Regions from separate parts of the Mus musculus genome. Here region 1 is linked to region 2. Evidence: chromatin contacts called from public HiCAR-type data. All regions are on one chromosome and are shown on one strand. Each heading gives the region's core, a stretch centred on a gene start, on an enhancer-like site or on the middle of the called end of the contact. The rest is flanking DNA. Distances are from core to core; before and after follow the strand shown.

The links. HiCAR-type assays count read pairs that join an accessible place to other places.
Region 1: a contact with region 2 is called in a HiCAR-type map of fibro-adipogenic progenitors, with 5 times the contacts expected there. The contact joins two enhancer-like sites. A contact is called at or near these places in 1 of 484 Hi-C or Micro-C datasets (liver), 2 of 115 datasets of contacts at active chromatin or transcription factors (embryonic stem cells and fibro-adipogenic progenitors) and 1 of 9 other capture datasets (embryonic stem cells).

The regions. Positions count from the first base shown.
Region 1 is chr15:12,039,174-12,042,109 of GRCm38.p6, forward strand. No RefSeq gene overlaps it. Among named protein-coding and RNA genes, the nearest start is that of Gm34759, 40 kb to the right of the region's middle. Within about 2 kb of position 1,373, at least 51 of the 459 cell types and tissues checked have an H3K27ac peak or open chromatin away from gene starts, as enhancers often do. A contact at or near this core is called in fibro-adipogenic progenitors, where this site is marked.
Region 2 is chr15:11,573,261-11,576,166 of GRCm38.p6, forward strand. No RefSeq gene overlaps it. Among named protein-coding and RNA genes, the nearest start is that of Gm41271, 130 kb to the right of the region's middle. Within about 2 kb of position 1,326, at least 22 of the 459 cell types and tissues checked have an H3K27ac peak or open chromatin away from gene starts, as enhancers often do. A contact at or near this core is called in fibro-adipogenic progenitors, where this site is marked.

The sequences.
Region 1 (2,936 bases), core at 123-2,622, 470 kb after region 2:
TGCTGACTTCTGAGCCTGTTGTTGGAACATTAGTGCTCAGGGGACATTGAAACAGCACACTGCTCTAAGGGGAAACAAAACCATTCTTTACAATTTACTTGGTAACTCTGGGGGAAATTCCAAGGCTGATGGGTTTATTTCTCTCATGAGTTAAAACTGAAAGCCCCAACCCTTGGTGAAGAAGATGGAGCCTGCTGTGGCTGAGTTCTCTGTGTGGTAGGCTTCAGAGCCTCTCTCTCATCTGCATTGCTTCTCAGCGGACGAGAAGCCATCTTGAACAGCACCCGCAATTACCAATGCTATCTAGGCCCAGAGTGAATGCTGGTTGCCATGGCGCTGCTTTTAAAAGTTAAAATCAGGGCAGCACCGGCAGCCAAGCACATCCGTCCAATGAGTCCTGCTGGATGGAGCTGAATTCATGCCGCACCTTCGCCTGGTCTCCTGCCATGTCGAAGATTTATGTTTCCGTTGTTGTTGTTAATAATTGGTGTGCAGGGTGTTAATAATTCCTGTGCTGAAGCATTTTGTCACACTGTCATATGCTGCCCCCCTGCACGGGGACCACATTTCTCTCATCCTGCTGTTTGCTGACTGATGCTTCAGCCCGGCACCAGATATTGTGCTCCATCACCCAATGAGCAAGTACATGTGGACGCCACACCCCCTGCCTCGCCCATCTATAAGGTACAAGGGTTGGAAACACCTGCACTAGGAGACCAGCGACCTAGATTTCTACTCCCAGTTCTCCACTGCATGCCTTTGGCAGAGGCTTTAATCTTTCTGTGCCTTGGGCGCCTCATCTGCACCGTGGAAAAGACGGCAGTCTGTCTCCATAGTCTCTCCCTGACGTAGTCACACTCTGATCACGCGTGCCTCTTCCCAGCCTCAGAGGCTCAGCTGAGCGCTGCCATCCGAATGCAATTGAGGCAATTCCTGTAAACTCTTGCGCAGCCCTCCCAGGATGACTCTTTCTGAAACTCCCCTCTAGGACCTCAGGGCTGTAAGGGATTTGTTTTGAGTTAATTCCCTGGCAAGATGCCACTTGTCAAGAGATTCCCCCCCCCCCCAACACACACACACACACACACACACACACACACATACACACACACACTGATGCGCTCAAGGGAGATGCTCTGCTCTGCTCAGGTCATTATTTGCTTTGAAAATGCTTTCTTCTCAAAGTCCCTGATTAGTGCTTTGGCCTCAGAGTTAACTCTCTACCCCAAGAACGCAAGATCTAAATTTAGAGAATGGCCGTCGTGGGAAGCTGGCCTGCAGACCTGATTTCCAGAGGAGTGTCTTAGGGGAGCGAGGGCAGGAGAAGATGGCTCTGTTACCTGTCTAGCCAGCATGCAGCTGAGCTCGCTGGCCAGAATACAAATGAGGTCATCTTTCCGTTTCTGCTTGTTTTGCCAGGCCTCTGGTGTTCACATGCTGGCTGCAGAAGCTGGGCTCCCACCTTCAAATTCTCCTTCCCACCCTCACTTATTTCTGGAAATCCCTAGTTGGGGTTTTACAGCTACAAAACCAAAAGGGTGGCCAAGAAACTCAGTTGACAAAGACAGCAGGGTGCTTGGTACAGATACCCTAATATCAGGTGTGGTGGGGTGATAGGGGGGATCTTGGGCCTCGATTACAATTCTTTGTGGCTGTTTTTGGACTGTTTGTTTGTTTGTTTGTTTCGTTGTTTTGGGCAAGGCCTAATGTGTTTCGGGCTGGCTTTGAACTCACTAGGTAGCCAAAGATGACCTTGAACACCTATTCTTGCCAGAACCTCTTGAGTATATATATACATACATACATACATACATACATACATACATATATATAAAATCTTATGTAGCCCAGGCTAACCTCAAGCTCTTTCTCCTGCCTCTGCATCTGGAGGGGCTAAGGTGATAGGTTTGTGGCCACTCAGCTGATCATCCTGATAATATGGGCTGTACATATCAGTTTTCCTGATAAGGAGCAAGGAAAACTCTGGCCAGACTTCAGGGAAGGCAAGACACTGGCTGGCTCTTGAAGACCGGATGCTGGGACGAATGATGACGGTCTGAGGGAATGAGGGAATGATGTAGTGAAGCAGGCATCTAGTGCACTGCTCCTGGGTAACAGAGCTGTGCAAACCAGCCTCCAGTTGGTCTGCTTGCTCGTGTTGCTTAGTGTCCAAAGCTTATTATTATGGCAAAAAGATAATTGCATGTCCTTTCCATGTCATGCCTGAGCGTTGTGTGGCAAGCCCACTCATTCTGGAGAATTAACTTCTAGTTAACTTATTAATTATTATTATTATTATTATTATTATTATTATTAAAGACCAGATTCTGTGAAGTTAGCATTCTGTTACGTATGCCAATGACTCCCAGTCAATAGAAAAGATAACTCCAAAGACTACAGCTGATTAGCCTATAGGAGAGTTACCAGACTTCTAACCCTGGCTAACTTATTTCAGAAGGCCTTCCCTATCTCTGAGACAGGCACACATAAGGAATGGCTTAGCAATTTAGGATTCCACTTGGCATGGCCCATGCATACACCCCTCTTGAACAATGCAGCTAAGCAACCTGTTAGTAACCAAAGCCCCCCTTGTGTGAGTTGAGTCTCTAGTTCAGTTGCTTTAAACAGTAGGAGTTAATCACTCACTTTAATAACTACTTGATAACGATCCAGGAACTACAAAAATGGGTTGATCTGGCCTAGACTAGTGTTGGTACAAACATAATAAGGCAGACTATGTTCTTCAAAGTGAACTTTTAGGGATATTCCCCTCTCTACCATTTTATGGCTGTACATAAGTGGATGTACACATGATTAAAATGCATTACGGGAAGTGTCTTAGTCACTATTCTTTTGCTGTGGAAAGACACTGTGACCATGGCAACTCTTAAAAAGAAAAACATGTAGTCAGAGATGATTTACAGTTTCAGAAGTTT
Region 2 (2,906 bases), core at 76-2,575:
TTTTAGAGATTTGGTTTGGAATTACATTCTCCCACCCCTAGCTGGTACCCTATTGGCAAGTGATGGCTGCTAGGGCCAGAGGAGTCAGTTGTCTTCGGGGATGCCGCTCCTGAGAGACTACCATACTCCAATAGTCGGTTCTACATCTGTGTAGGCAACCCTAAATGGACTCAGTATGTTTAAAAAACAGAGCTCATGAAAGGAGGAGGGGAAAGGATGGTTGGAATAGAAGAGGAATTGGATGAGAAAGGTAGGGTGAGAATCTGACCAAAATACACTAATGTAGGAGCATGACATTCTCAGAAAAAAAACAAGGAGGGATAAAAGAGAAAGAAGTATAAAGTCAGGCAGCCCCAGCTATCTGGCCTCTAGTGAGGGCCTTCTGGCTGCACTCCAACATGGCGGAGAGGTGTAATCAGTCACGTGCAAAATTGACTTCTGTGTGAGTAAGGGTTGAGACAGAGAGGAGCCAGACTCACTATTTTTATTTTTATTTTGGTTTGGATTTGGGTTTTTACTGTTATTGTTTGTTTTGAGACAGATTTACTCTCTGTCACCCAGGTGAGCCTTGGATTTGTGACAAACTTCCTGCCTTGGCCTCCCAGAGCCCTGTGAGTAGGGGCATGCATCACTATGTCTGTCTGATTCTATTTATAATAACCTGATTCTCATGGAACAAATCTACCACCCCCACCTCCACTAGACCTGACCCACTGTGGAGAAATAAAGTTTATCTGTTCATGAAAGCAGAGTCCATGCTACCTACTTAGCCTTCGCAAAGGCCCACCTCTTAAATGTTATAAGACCTAAGTTGGATCTTTGGAGGTGACTAAGTCTTTTTCACGACCTTCTATAGAAAACCACAGCTACTAGACGGTAATAAATGACTTCCTTTGTCTTCTCCTACAGAACAATAAAGGATTTCTGTTTTTGTTAACCTGTGGATTTCCTCATGGCTCTCTGCTCAAACCTTCCAATACTTACACTGTATCTAAAAATGGTTCCCCTATGTTTTTGCACCTTTGCCTCCATCCTGACTCTTCTAAGCACTTGACATATATAACTCTAATCCATATAACAATTCTGTGAGGAAGACACTATTGTTCCCTCTTGTTTTAGAAATGAGGAAACCAACATAGATAGAGATTAACTAGCTTGTCGCAGATGTGGTCGGTGAACAAGGCAGCCAAATTCCAGAGTCTAAACTCTTAGCCACTAAATCATATAATCTCTCATCAGAATCAAGTCATTCACCCTTGAGTCTAAACATGACTAACTAGAGAATTCTTCCCTCAACTCTGAGCTCAGGGTCATTGGTATCCTGCCAAATGTCCCTGATGATACTTCTATTTTTAGTAGGGTGAGTAGCCAAGAGAATGCTTGTATTACCTTCCATGAACTCCAAGGTCCATTTTTCTGTCTCTTGTTCATGTTTTGTCCTCTCTATGGCCTCTTCAGGACCTCTATCATGTTTTTCTCTACCAAGTTGTCTTGATTCTGTTTGATGTGCTCGGTGCAGCTGGAGGTACCATCCATTCTAGTTTAGTTTTGGCTCATTTCTCATTTTCTAGCTGGTGCAGGGCAGATCATTTGTGAATTGAATATTCCCAGGAGAGATCTGCTATCTTTTCTAATACAACATTGCCATAAATGCACCCTGGATTTCACTTGACTTTCTCGGGATATAATTATATATTTAGATCTATATTTTTATTCTACTCTCTTCAATTTTACTTGACATATATTTCCTTCTCTCTCATTTTAAATACCTTGAAAGGCAAGATAGAACTTAAGTGGTATCTACTTGGCACATTTTTCTTGACTCTTCTTTCCATATCTATATCCCAAATTGAATAAATCTCTCCCTACCTTTTGCTATTATATAAACTTATTCATACCTCTGGTTTGTATCTCAGTGTGCACCCATCTGTCTCTTCTGGAAATTACCATATATGAAAGTTTACTTTCATATGGGGCAAATTGAGCACAAATTGACATTTGCCGCTACATGTTATTCACACACACACAAAAAATCACTTGTAGAATAATAGAAGAAAAAACAGATGCTATTCAATAAGCTTTCTTTATACAAATATTGAGAGAGAGAGAGGTAAAAGTTTTCCTAAGCATAACTTAATTTCTTTTTTTTCCTAACTGAGACTACCAATTTCTCTCCCTCAGTTATAAGCATAATTCCCACTTCTTTATGGTTAATTTTATGAAATTGCCAATTGAGTTTTAATTACTGCACTAGTTCTTGAACATACACCCTATTCATTGGGTCATTTTGAGTTTTCTAAACATATTAAAATGTTCATGTATGAACTTATTTATCCCATGTGAAAAGTCTCAGATTCTTGTCACTAAATTCGAATTTTTATTTCACATTATTTGTTTAAGTGCTTTCTTGACTATTGGGTGTGTTAATATAAATCATTAAACATGCATTAAATTCACGCAAAAGATATTTTGACTTATATTTGATTTTCAACACCAAACTTTTTTTTACTTACTCTCATGAAAATGACTTTTTAAGTTTGGTAACGCTAACATTTCAATGCTCACCATACAAGCAGCAGACAACTATTAACTATTTTATTATCTACAACACACACACACATAATATAAACACAAGTATAAAATTTAGGACATTAATGTAATTGTATTGAATAAAGGTAGAAATATTCTGCTTACTCTTCTATGGAGAATCTTTCATAAAATTAAATAGACTGGATGCATTTAGAGATGTCTCGTAACTGTAAGGTAACAAAGTAAACTTGGAGATGTTCAACCTCATAATATAACATCACTTCTAAATATTATGCATTGCCGCTCTCTGACATGTATAGTAATGGAAGCCAACTGTACCCCAGCAGCAAAACCTACAGATTGACATATGTTAAGAG